Linked DNA regions of Urocitellus parryii: region 2 is linked to region 1. The links are chromatin contacts, called in public Hi-C maps. All regions are on one chromosome and are shown on one strand. The core of a region is the stretch at or near the end of the contact, and the rest is flanking DNA. Distances in the headings are between cores, read along the strand shown.

The links. A called contact is a pair of places that touch in the nucleus more often than the background predicts.
Region 2: a Hi-C map of liver shows a contact between it and region 1, with 3 times the contacts expected there. The contact joins the promoter of Gpcpd1 here to the promoter of Shld1 in region 1. A contact is called at or near these places in 2 of 2 Hi-C or Micro-C datasets (liver and muscle).

The regions. Positions count from the first base shown.
Region 1 is chr6:168,784,903-168,791,973 of mUroPar1.hap1, reverse strand. Shld1 (shieldin complex subunit 1) reads left to right here and starts at 3,239. Exons shown (of 3, transcript XM_077799758.1): 1 at 3,239-3,288.
Region 2 is chr6:168,914,273-168,921,343 of mUroPar1.hap1, reverse strand. Gpcpd1 (glycerophosphocholine phosphodiesterase 1) reads right to left here and starts at 3,101. Exons shown (of 20, transcript XM_026385858.2): 1 at 2,897-3,101.

The DNA.
Region 1 (7,071 bases), core at 1,990-4,489:
TGTTGTGCTCTTTATTAAATGCTTGAATACTTGAGCTGCCAGGAAAGTCTTCTTCCTAGTACTATGGAATGTCCATCAAGTAGGATTTTAAAAGTCTTTACTATTTGCCTAGCATTGTGTTAGTATTGATTTTAGTTTTTACTGTCCAAGCTTTTTGTTCTTTGTAAATATACAAGAAGATATTGACTGAAACATTATCCAAGTGCTGGGAATTTCTTGGGAAATAAAACCCACACTTCCTTGTAGACCTTCAAGTCTAGCTGGGGAGGCTCACAGTCTAGCTGACAGCTAGCCTGTTCTTTCCTTTCCTGCCCACTGCCTCAGCCTTTCTTTCTTTTCTTTTCTTTCTTTCTTTTTTTTTTTTTTTTGGTACTATGGATTGAACTCAAGGGCATTCTATCACTGAGTTATTTCCCTGGTTCTTCGTTTTCTATTTTTTAATTTGGGACTGGGTCTCAAAGTTAAGTTGATGAGAGACTGGCCTCAAACTTGCAATCCTTTTCCCTCCACGTCCCCAGTAGCTGCGATTTCAGGCCTGTGCCACTGCACCCATCCATATTTTTCTTTGATTGTCAGTTTATTAATTATGACATTAGAGTATTGCATGATTGAACAAGCAATAAAATATCTTGAAGCTTATTAATTTTTTAACCCTTGAACTTTTTTAAAAGTATTTGTTTTTTAGTTGTAGTTGGACACAATACATTTATTTTATCTTTTTATTTTTATGTGGTGCTGAGGATCGAACCCAGGGCCTCACACATGCTAGGGGAGCGCTCTACTGCTGAGCCACAATCCAAGTCCCTAACCCTCAAACTTTTGCTATTTCCTTTCTCATTTCTTAAAGTCAAGTTCTCAAGTAAAAGAGCAATTAGATAGATCGAGGTTCATCATGACAAAGAGTGACAAGATAATTGCAAATAACCTTACCCTATTTTGAAAAAGCTATTTTGGTTTTTCAACTAAAATGACTTCTTTCTGCTGAAAAGAGATTTGTTTGAAGTAGCTGGCTTAGCTGATGGCAGAAAATCAACCGTGAAATATAAAGAGCTTCATAAAATTGTGACATAACTCACTTTTACAACCTTTATATAATCAATGACAAAAGAGCAGGGAATCCAAAATGATTTATAATTTACATTTGGAATGCAACAAACTCGATTTTGCTCTCTCTGTGCAGAGTTAAAATTTTGTTTCCATAATTACTTCAATTAGTTTTCATTTTTTGTGTACTGAAATTAATGAGAGAGGATGGTCAGAGATGTGCTATATGGCAAGGAAAGTCACTCTAGACTAAGAAACATGCTCCCAGAAGCTCACTGGAAAGACAAGCCCCATTATGGAAAAACCACCAGAGAATACCCGAGAGTTCAGTTAGACACAGTTTTTTCCCTCCAGTACAGGTGACATGGCAAAAAGGCTTCAAGGTTTGTTTCACTGTTAAGAAGGTTATGAACAAATCATGTCTTTGAGAGTTCTGGGAAGGTGTAATGGTTGAGTAGGGTGTGTATGGAAAATGCCTGGGTGAGATCTATTCATTCATCCACGAAACTGCAATTTCTAAGCAGTTATATGTGAGTCATTGAGCTGGGGTTTGGAGTACAAGATAGACTGATCTTTGCCCCTGAGACAGGTACAGTTTGGCAGGGAAAGTGGAAAGGGCAAAGGAATATAGAATAATCAGGATAAACAGAGGAACATGGACAACTAACTCCTGTTTGACAAATCAGAGAAGGTTCCAGGAGGTAGAATTCTCTAAAATTGAGATGTATGAAAAAGAGCAAAGAAGAGAGGAATGTTTCTAAGGGAGGAAACTTGTATGAGAGAAAAACTCAGCGATAAGAGAGGGCAAACATGGAGTACTTAACGAGAAAACAACAACAAAATCCCCAAAACCCAGTCATTGTATAGGTATGGGGTTGGGAGATAGTGATGGGAATATCTCCTGTGTATCTTCATGGCAGCTGGCATGTGGTTAGCCAAACCTCAGCCAGGGTTGTTTAAAAATATTCATCTTAAATTCAGGACTTCTAATTTGTGGGGTCTTATCCCAGTTGTAGACAACTTCGCGAGGCTATGAGTATTTAGGATTAGCTCAAGAAGATACTAAAATAGAAAAATTGCTGTCACTCTTGTTAAAGTTTATGTAAGGCCTTTAATTTGGATTGGACTCTGTAGTGGGCCCCAGGAGGCCAAACTAAATCAGAATGGTATCACCTGTGCTAAGTGCCACATAAACCAACTTGAAAACTTGGAAGTCAATTTTCCCTAAACTGGAAGTTCTAGTCAGACTGTCAGGGTAATAAGGAAGTCTTCTGTTTTGTTTTGGTACTGGGGATTGAACCCAGGAACGCGTTGTCACTGAGCTCTAGCCCCAGCTCATATAGATATATAAAATTATTTATTTATTTATTGAGACATGGTCTCACTAAGTTGCTTAGGGCCTCCCTAGTTGCTGAAGCTGGCTTTGAACTTTTGATGTTCCTGCTTCAGCCTCTCCTGCCACCACCTCACCGGTCTGTCTTGTTTTAGCCCAAAGATAAAAGTAACTCTGAAGCCGACAATTCGTTTTTTGTTCTCTTTCTGCTTTCTTCAGTCCTTTTCTGTTTGTAAAGCCAACCTCCTCTGCTTAGCTCTTCAGAACACTGATTAGACTTTGTTGTCATTTTGTCTTTTACAGTCCCTTTTCTCTCTTTTGATATGGTCCTACAATTCTGGTAGTTGTGTCCAGCTGTCTGAATGAATCAATGTATTAAAATATTTTCATGCTCTTTATTTAACTTCTAGTTAAAAATTTTTTTTAATAGTAAGAATTTAACTCTTTTTTTTTTTTTTTTTTTTTTGTTGGGGGGAGCGGTGCGTGGGTACCAGGGATTGAACTCAGGGGCACTCAACCACTGAGGCACATCCCCAGCCTTATTCTGTATTTTATTTTAGAGAGAGGCTTTCACTGAGTTGCTTAGCGCATTGCTGTTGCTGAGGCTGCGGATCCTCCTATCTCTGCCTCTGGAGCTGAGGAATTTAACTTTTTAAAGACTTTAAATATTTTTTCTGTTCCCCGGGAATCTACCAAGCATACTTAAAAATAAGCGTCCTCTCCAGATCACCAAAGTGCTGTGAAGTGCTTACCTCGGAAAATGCCCTCAGTTAAGATGGCCGGGCTCCCTTCTATTGTCCTCTCCTGCCCATAGCAAGGATGGTTCCAGTAACCTCCTTTCACGCCTCGGTTTTCCCGTAACAAAGATGGTGCCGCCACTTCCGGATCCGGGCTCTGGCTGTGGAGGGGCGGTGAGTGCAACTGGGGCCCCCGCTGATTTCTTTTGCTCCACTTTTCTTCATCAACTTTGCGCTTTGGGAAGGGCGCAGGAAAGAGACCCCAGAAGCCACAGCCACGCGTTGGATCATTCCAATTTCACAATTGGAAAGCTGTGACGATTTCCGTAGGCTATTACCATTTCTTCCCCGCCCCCTCGCTCCTCTGCCTCAACCCTAGGCGCTCTGTGGCTGCCTGGGCTTTGGGAGTTCCGGAAACGTACAGGCAGCGGGGGATGGATGATTTTCGGTTCTTCTGATTTTTTTACAAAAAATGGTTTTCTTAAGAAATTTCACGTACTGTAAAATTTGCCTATTTAAAGTGTAAGATTCATTGGGTTTTGTTTATTTATTTTTATGTGGTGCTGAGGATCGAAACCAGTGCCTTACATATGCAAGGCAGGAGCTCTACCATGGAGCCCCAACCCCAGCCCCAGATTCATTGGGTTTTGTGCGTTCACAGCCCTGGGCAGCCATTATTACTTTTAAAATAGTTTCATCACTCCAAAGGAAAACTCTGTATCCGCAGGACTATAGTGCATTTCTGCACCCAGTAGCATCATTCTTCATTTACCATTAATCCCCCAGAGCTAGGCAATTACTGGTGTACTTTATAATTTTCTAATTAATATAAGTGGAATCATATATGTGAGTACGTATGTTTTCAAAGCTTGTCTGTGTAGCTTGTATCAAAACTAAATTTCTTTATTGCTCAACAATATTCCATTGTATGCATATATCATTTTTTCTGTTAATCATTTGATGGATGTCTGGGTAACATTTTGGGGCCATAATGAAGTTGCTGTTAACATTTGTGAAAAGTTCTACTGTGGATATATGCTTTTCTCTGGAGCACATACCTAGGCATTCGCCAGATCAAAGTGTAAATCTATGTTTAACCTCTTGAGGAACTGCTAACCTGTTTTTCACATTGCGTCATCTATTGCCCATAAATGTATGATTTTACTCTTGAACTTGCAGTTCTGTTCCATTGATCTGTATGTCTGTCCTTCTGCTAGTATTACACACCCTTCACTAATATGTATTTTTAGTAAGTTTTGAAATCAGAAAATATGAGTCTTCCAACTTTGTTTTTCCTTTTCAACATTGTTTTGACTATTCTGAATTCCTTGCATTTTCATATGAATTTTGGAACAATTTTGTCAATGTTTGCAAAATAGCCAGCTGGAATATTGATAGAAGTTGTGCTGACTTTTAGGTCAGTTGGGTAATATTAAAATATTAAGTCTTCTGATCTTAAAATATTAAGTGTTCTGGTCCATGAACATGGTATGTCTTTCCCTTCCTTCAGCTACTTAATTTCTTTCAACATTTAAAATATAGGTTTTAATGTATGTGCCTTACACTTATTTAATATGTTTCTATTTTTTCTTTTTATACTAATTTAATGTTTTTCTTTTTTCTTTTTATACTATTATAAGTGAAATGTGCTTAGTTTCATTTTCAGATGTTTATTGCTAATGTATATATATGCAAATGATTTTTCTATGTTGATTTTGTATCCTGTAATTTTATTTAATTCTAGTTTTTTAAAAAAGCAGATTCCTTAGGGTTTTCTATACGTAAGATTATGTCTTTTATGGATAAGAGTTTTGCTGCTCACTTTGCAATCTGAATGCCTCATGTTTTATTTTTTTGTTTGATTGTCCAGGTTTAAGCTTCTAGTACAGTGTTGAATAGAAATGATGAGAGCAGACACCCTTATCTTGTTCTTGCTCTTAGAACATAATTTAGTCTTTTTCCATAAAGTAGAATGTTAGCTATGTGTTTTCAAGAACATCATTTATAAGGCTGAGAGGGTTCCCTTCTATGCCTAGTTTGCTGAGGGCTTTGATAAGAAAAGGGTGTTTGACTTTGTTGAAAGTTTGTGTGTGAGTGTGTGTGTGTGTTGGTTTTATACCTTATTCTTCTAATATAGTGTATTACATTGATTTTCAGATATGAAAACAATTTTGAGTTTCTAGGATTCCACTTAGTTGTGGAATAAATAAATAAATAATCCTTTCTATTTTTCTTTTCTTTTGAGGTGGTGATTATTAAACCCAGGGCCTTGTGTTTGCTAAGTACAACTCAACCACTGAATTATACCCCCAGCCCCCGGAGTGTAATCCTTTTTATATTTTGCTAGATTTGGTTTGCTAGTATTCTATGGAGGATTTTTGTGCTGTTGTTCATAATATCAGTTGGTAGTTTTCTTTTTTTTAATTTTTATTTTTTATTAGTTGCTTGAGACAATACAATGATCTTGACATATCATACATTTGATTCAAATGGGGTATGAATTCTCATTGGTAGTTTTCTTATGATGTCTTTTTTTCCCCACTTTTTTGTCAGTATAATTCTGGATGCATAGAGCCCTTGAGTATATCATTGTAATCCCAGCTACTTGGGATGATGAGGTAGGAGAATCTCCATTTCCAGGCCAGTCTGGGCAACTCAGCAAAACTCTGACTCAAAAAATGAAAAAGGCTGGGTGTCTCTCAGTGGTAAAGGACCTGGGGTTCAAACCCCAATATTGTGGGGGAGGGAAAGAGAAAATATTCCCCCTTTTGGTCTTATTTATTTATTTATTCATTCAGTACTTGGAATTGAACCCAGGGGCACTATATCCCCATCCCTAATCTTTTTCTTGAAACAGGGTCTCCCTAAGTTGCCTAGGCTGGCCCTTGAATTTATGATCCTGCTGCCTAGGCTCCCAAGTTGCTGGAATTACAGTCCTGTGGCACTATTCCTGTCTCTCTTCCAGTTTTTAGAAGCATAATACAGGAGAGGAAGATGCACTCCTGATGGAAGGAGGGCAAGTGTAGGGGGAAGAAGCAGGACATATGGGAGAACCTGAGGGAAAGCCATTATGCCTGAAGCAGGGAAGGAGAGGGGGCCCAACATGCAAGGAGGATTGGGCTAGAGAGAGATTTTCTCATGGTCATTACTGTCCCCGAGGAGGAAAGGAAAGGAGAGAGCTTTGGAGAATAGGAACAGGCAACAAGGTGGGAGAACAACCAAGAGAAAGACTTTGAACTTGGCATTCTCCTGCCTCAGCTTCCTGAGTTGCTGGTATTACAGATGTGTGCTACCACATCCACCAACAACTTTATACACACACACACTTTTATACCTTAACTATGCCTGGGGGCATAGTTCAGAGATAGAGTGCTTGCCTAGCTGTGTGAGGCTCTGGGTTCACTTTTAGCACTACAAAAGAAAAATAAAATTTTCAAGGAATTCCCAAACAACATTTTCCAAATTTGCTAATTGTCTACATTTGCTCTATTTACTTTATCTTTCTCCCTCCCTTCCCCCCATATATGATAATAACAATAAAGTATTATTATTATCACACATAATATAGTCATATTTGTTAACTTTCCCCATATATATCTATATTTATATATGTATCTATCTCTCTATATATCTTTCTATCTATATATGTATATGTAGGTATATAACTATATATATATAGAGAGAGAGAGAGAAAGAGAAAATTAACAAATATGACCATATTATCTGTGATAATAATACTTTAAATGAGCAAACTGAGGAAAAGTTGCCACAGGTAACATAGTTAAACAGTGACAAGAGGGCTTGAGCCTGACTCTCAAACTCCAGGGATGTTTAGGATCTTCCAGTTTGTGTTTCATTCAGCTAAGAGTGAGCATTTGAAAATTCAAATTTGTGGGCTGGGGATGTGGCTCAAGCGGTAGTGCGCTCGCCTGGCATGCATGCGGCCTGGGTTCGATC
Region 2 (7,071 bases), core at 1,852-4,351, 130 kb before region 1:
AAAACATTCGGCATCTGTTTTTTGGGGATTGGCTAAATTCACTTAGAGCGTAATATTCTCTGACCAGTTTTAAATAACCAATTCAACCAATAAGAGAAATCAGATATAGGGCTGGGGTTGTGGTTGGTTCAGCAGTTGAGCTGAAGAGAGAAATCAGATGTAACCATTTCTATATCTTAAAAACTACTGCTGGTACAAAATTATCCCTAGATTTCTACTATATTAAAAAACCATCAGGAAAGGTTGTAAATCTAATAAAAGGGAAATAAATCAGCTGATTATTAAAATTGGGCTTTTCATTCCTAAAGTTGTTTTATAAAGTGGCTATAGTAACTTGGCAGTAAACAGCTGCAGTAAATGTACTATACAAAGTTATATATACAAGCACAAAATTGCCCCATCCCCCAAAACCCTCCCCAAAACTCAAAGCATCACCTTCCATTGAACTGACAAGTCAAATCAAGCAAAGCAGTTCAAATTTTCACTCTCCAAAAATAAATATCATCCCAACAAAAGAGAGAGAGCTGCTACCAGGGCAGTTTACTTGATTGTGAACAGAGGCCAAAATTCTGGTGCAGGGTTGAAGCATACAGTTTTGGCACCCAGCTATCACCAAAACAGCAATGACAAAGTAAAAAACGGATCTACTTCGGACCACAAAATTTACACATCCACTGGTACTTCTTCCTCTCCCAAACAAACAAAAACCATCCCAAAACAGAGGGGGAGGTCTTCCAGATAAACAGAAAAATAGAATAAGATTTTTTTAAAAAAAAAGCTAGTCACTGTATGCACCGAGCTGACTATGTAGATATTTTAAAACAATTCACTTATTATCTCACAGACTACATATACTTCCTGAGACAGTTTTTGGTTTGTTTGCTGAATAAAACAAAAACAAAAACAAAACTGGGCTTTTAAAAGATAAACGTCAATCTCACCTGAGATTGAGTAGTGCTTAAAACTATTGTAACATTTTTAAAACTTTAGCAAAATGATATTGCAATTAATTTAAATTTTTAAAAATTTTAGAGTTCACACTACCTGTCAAAATAAATTTTACTGTATTCTTTTTACCAAACAAACTTTCCCAACCCTTGACTTTACCAGTTCACAAGCTTGGGAAACAAAAGATTTAAACAAACCAAGGTACAGGAACATTTAGTTTAGAGGTAAACTGAACTCAGATATTTTTTGCTAAAGAGTGTATGTCTGGCCAAAAAGAATCTGTTTTCTTTCCAAATTCTTCAAGAAAAAAGTTATTTCCAATTAGCCTTGCTCTTCTCTAGACTCCAGCAGCTGTGATCCTCTTAACTAGCTATAGTAAAGGAACATATGAAATCCCTACAATTAATCTGTTATTTTTGGTGGAGGATCATCATGATCCCACTTTTCTGACCTCTACATACTTTAACTCAATGTTTTAATCCAACACAATGTACATATTAATAGATTTTTATTTAGAAAGTATTTCTGAAGTAGATTTCATTAAGCTACATTAACTTTCTAAACAATGCAGTAACATTTTTTCCAAATGTTTTCCATTTCATTTTCTGATGTATATATTTCATATACTTTCATATACATGTATATTGCATATGTACTTCATATACTTTAATGTTTGAGTTATACACAGAATTTGATTCATCAACCTACTTTTTTTACATACCAAATTTTTATTCACTATGAGTTTGCTTTTGTGGTCATCAATTCTTTGAGCCCAGTTTTCCTGTCTTACTTTGCAGATTTAAATTTTGTATAACACTGTCTAGATCTTAAACCAGCAATGGACTGGGCTTTATGCAGTCTTACCTCGGTTGATTTTTGTGCTATTTGTATCTAGAACACTAAAAATAGGAAAAAGACTGATGGCTTGTATTTTTTTCTTAGTTATGTAATAACTGTTAGAAATGTAGCAAATAGAAGCAGCAGCATTAAGAGGTAGAGTAAGTTGATAGGAGCATGGCAGAAACCGGGAGGGTGACAGAAAGGAGTGTGAAAACACCCTCAGATCCAAACATCCTGCTTTTGCTTGGTTTGATCAGTTCCTCTTTGCTGGTACTACAGACTCAACAGCTGCCTCAAGGTGAAAGAAGTATCTACAATTCCTGCCAGATTTCCTTTGCAACTAGGCAGTGCGTGAGGGAGGAAGGGGCCAGAAGAAGCGCCTAACTCATGAGGCTTTTTCCGAAAAGTCAGGTTTGGGGAGATATGGAATAAGCAAAGCTTAAGAGAGGTGGAGGAGGACAGCAGCCTCAAAATTTTATCGAGGGCACTGATGACTATTCCTGGAATAGGAATATTCCTAGTAAAGAAAGGCACTGTGGTTCCTAGGAAGAACTTGACTTAAAAGCAAGCCCAAGACTTCTGGTCCATATCAAATGCTCACTCTGCTACTTTGGGGAGTTTTCTTTTGTGGTCACTATTTTTAGGCAATTGGGAGGGAAAAACAGTTGTCAAGACACGGGAGTTACTTAGGGACACAGTGGTAGTGGGCAAAGGGACTGCTGTGGGAAAGGGGTATTCAGGGGACTTCTGTTGCATTTTGTGTGTTTCTTTGTTCCTTAACTTAGTACTGTGTATATTCTTGGTGGTCCTACACTCTATAAATTCTAGCCACATGTTTCAAAAGGGAACCAAGCACTGGACAGTCCCGGGGAACCGTGGTCGCGAACAAAAGCGGGTAATACTCCCACCCACCGACTTACCGCAGCGAACGTCAAGGCCGCCGAGGCTCCCGACGAGGCGCCCCGGCCGCAGCCGCGGGACCCAGCCAGCCCCTCGGCAGGGCGCCCCCAGCCCGGCCGCGTCCCGGGGCTGGGACTGCCCTGACAACTCGCCTGCCACGTGAGCAGCCGCCGCGGCCCGCACTCGGCGCCCAGCCCGCCAGCCTTACCTGCCGTGTCCCCGGGTCAGCGGTCCGCGGCACCGCCGCGCCGGAGAGCGAGGGCCGCAGGCTGAGGTGCCGGGCGCCCGCCGTCCACACCTCGCCAGCGCTCCTCCAGGCGATCCGCGGCAGCGCTGAGCGGTAGGGAGCGCCTCCGCTCAAACCGGTTTCAGCTGCTCCAGACCAAACGGCCAGGCCACCCCATGGGGCGGGGCCGGAGGGCGGCGAGGCGGGGCCTGACGTCACGCCCGGCGCTGTCCCGTCCAATCGGAGGCCGCGCGCCGGGGGCGGGCCCGCGCTTTCCTGGAAAGGGCCAGCGACGGCGGCCGAAGGTGGACGGGTATCCCCGGGTTCCCCGCGGCTGGTTTACTACTATCTGGGCTGGTAAACGCGCTTGCAGAGGTTCCGCAAGCTCAGGCCGCGTTCATCAAGGACTAAGGGCCGAGGCTGAAGCGGCAATTCTTCCACGTTTGAAAGTGAGGGAGATAAGAAGGCTTGATGTTTCTTAGAAACTTTCATTCAGTTACAAAGCAGTCACTTTGGGATCAAATCATTAAAGTTGAAGATAAAGATCAGGAAACCTAAAATGGTTCAGAGTTGATCCTTTGCCATTCAAAATATAGTCTACAGGCCCGTAGCATCAAGAGACAGCACTCACCTAATCCCAGACCTGCCTAACCGAATCTGCATTCAACAACACCCCGGGGCTGTTTGTATGCCAAGGAAAGTATGAAGGAACTTTTCTAAAAGTAGACCCTTTCTGAGGAAATTGTAGTCTCTAAAAATAAACCCTATTTAAAAAAAAAAAAAATTTCCCTCTCCTTTGATGGTCCTCAAAAAATTAATCAGTATTAATCAAACTGCTACCAGCGTCAGGGTTAACCTTTGCTTAACTTCAAGTAAAATTATGTTAACATTTAAATTTAGTGAAATACTGAAAATTAAGAACCACATTTTTGGGAGATGTTATCTTCAGTAAAAGATAGTTGTAGTTACAAGTTGATTCAAATGGGCCTTCTAAGAAGGTATTTGGCTTAAAAAAAAAACACAAAAACTCTTGCTTGCTATAGACACAGCTTCTAGTCTTATAAATCAGATTGTTTATGGCCACATTTGATATTTGAACTTGGATTAGATCCCAGGACATTTCTGACAAAGTCATTCAGTTATTAAATAATTAATGGGTGCTTGCTTTTTGCTGGGCACAAGATACAATGTTTTTTCATTTTTTATTGCACTCATTTTAATCCCAAATTTCTTGAAGAATTAAACTTCCCTCCTATTATATACCTTTATTAAAGTCTGCTGCTTTCACTGTCCTTAGATAACTTGGAATCAATTTCATTCCTCTGCTGTTAGTCATTTAAGTGATGAATTTTTTCATATATTTGCTTCCTTTAAGTGTTTATAGATCTTTATTTTCCTGTGCTCACCATTTGGTCAAGTTATTTTTTTAGTCAAGCTATTATTTGCCTAATTGTTTATAGTTCAATGATAGACCTAAACCATATTCCTTCCTTAAATCCTCTTGAAATAACAATTACAGTTGGCCCTACATATATGCATATTCAACTACTCACAGATCAAAAATATTCAGGAAAAAAAAGTTGCATCTGTACTAAACATTTAAAGAGTTCTTTTTCTTTTCATTATTTCCTAAGTAACAGAGTATACAAAATTTGCCTTGTATTGAGTACATCATCTATAAGTAACTTAGAGATGATTTAAATATAAAAGATGTAGAAGATGTGCAGAAATTAGACTAAAACAGTTAAATTTATATAAGGGACTTACTTAATCATTTTATTATCCCAGGAAGTCCTGGAAACAATCCCCTATGGATATGGAGGGACAACTGTATACACATTTTGAAAAATATCCTAAGGGCTGGGATGTGGCTCAGCGGTAGAGCACTTGCCTAGCTTATGCAAGGTCCTGGATTCAACCCCCAATCCTGCAACAACTACAACAACAAAAATCCCCTGACTGGGCCAAAAATTAAGGAATTTCTAAAAGATATGAAACAAGCCAATAGCATTAGATGATTAACATAGAATGTGGACCTACACAGGGAAAAAAGGGATTCCTGGAGATGCTATTTTGCAGTCTTGCTTACAAACTGTTATAGAACATATTTTAGATTATGCTGTTTATTTGGTTATGATTGAGATATTGAAGTAGAACATAAATAACATATTCCTTTCTCTTGCCACTTCTGTGGAATATTGTAATTTTCTAGACACATGGTTGATGAGATTAATTTAAGTCTTACCTCACTGTTTCAAAAAGAGCTGCAGCTGAAATTAGAACTGCAAGATTAGGAGCCAGACCCCCTATCTTGTCTTCTATTTTACCTGTCTCTGACATTTTATTTTATTTTATTTTTTACTACTAGGTCATTTTGTCTGTGACATTTTAAATAAAATCTTTGGTAAATTTTACTGCCATTGATAAATTTTGACAGAAAAATCTGGTGAGCCCATTTAATTTCTTAATTAGGTTATCTAGAATAAATTGTTGTGTCTTCTATGTCTTCTAGATATGTTCCATTTTATTTTCTGAAATTACTTTTATTAGGTTCAATATTTTCATATGCATTTTACCTTTCATGTGTATTTTTTTTAGAGAGAGAGAAAAGAGAAAAGAGAGAAGAGAGGAGAGAGAGAGAATTTTTTAATATTTATTTTTTTTGTTCTCGGTGGACACAACATCTTTGTATGTGGTGCTGAGGATCGAACCCCGGCTGCACGCATGCCAGGCGAGCACACTACCACTTGAGCCACATCCCCAGCCCCCTTTCATGTGTATTTTACCACATAAAATTACTTTTATGTTCATACCATTATTTTTTTAAACAAACCATCAACTATAGCTTCTTCCACTGTGAGTTTCTTTTTGTGGCCATTATTTTACTGAGTTTAATTTTGCAAACATGTATTTTTTTTCACAAAGTATTGATTCTTTCAATAATGTTTACATAACAGCACATTTTTATCTTGGCAATTTTAGCTATTATCAGTTTTGTTGTTCTGATTCTTCTCCCAGAAACATTCATCATGACTAGATAAAACACTCACTGCTGATACTTACCTCTTGCCCAATCTATGAAATATTGTGAGTATTCCTCCAGTATTCCAGTTGCTCCACTATCAGACTCAAATGCTATCACTTTTGTGTTTTGTGCAACTCATTGGTAGCCCTGTACCTCAAAAAGCCTTTCCGTGGAATTCAGGGATTTATTTCCTGTTTGCCATCACAGATAATTCCCCAACTTATAATATGCACTGCTTATGCTTCATGAACGTGATAAAATGCTAGTGCTAACTATTGATTGTTCTTTCATATAAAGATCACTCCCACACAGAGGAAATCGAAGTAACTTCTGGTTTCCAAAGCAATTCAAGTGACTTAAAGGTAAGCCTTCAAGTCAGGTGTGGTGGCATATGCCTGAATTCCCAGAAAATTGAAAGGCTGAGGCAGAAGGATCACAAGTTCAAGGTCAGTCTGGGCAATTTATCAAGACCTGTCTCAAAATAAAATAAAAAGGCTGGGGATGTAGCTCAGTGGTAAAGCACCTCTAGGTTTGCTCCCCAATACCAAAAATAAAAATAAAAACCTGAACCATAAAACCAATTTCAAACTGGCTACAGCTTTTTCCTATGTTGCTTTCAGAGTTCTCAAATTCACTTTAGGTTCATTTTATTGTACTTTGATACTTAAGGGGTGCCTTTGAGCCACATCCCCTGTGTCCTTTTTATTTTTTTGTTTTGAGAGAGGGTCTCACTAAGTTGCTTAGGGCCTCACTAAATTGCTGAGACTAGCCTTGAACTTGGTATCCTTCTGCCTCAGGCTTCCAAGTTCTGAGGATTACAGGCCTGGGCCACTGAACCCGGCCCATTATAGGTTTAAAATCTTTGAAGCAAGAAAGATTCAAATGGCAAGATCAATTGTCATCCTTGATTCATTTCCTCTCCAGTTAACTGTAAATTCAGGCACCACAGGATTTTTCAGATGAAGGTTGAAAAGGCACCCAGCAGCCACCTAGCACAGTGCCTGCTCCTCCATAATGCTGAGGTCCCTTCCAGGCTTCACTAAACCTCCCTTCCATGAAGGAATTGTTCTAGGGCAGAGTCTTGCCACAAAACTGAAGCAGAGCTGGGTGCAGTGGGGCACACCTGTAATCC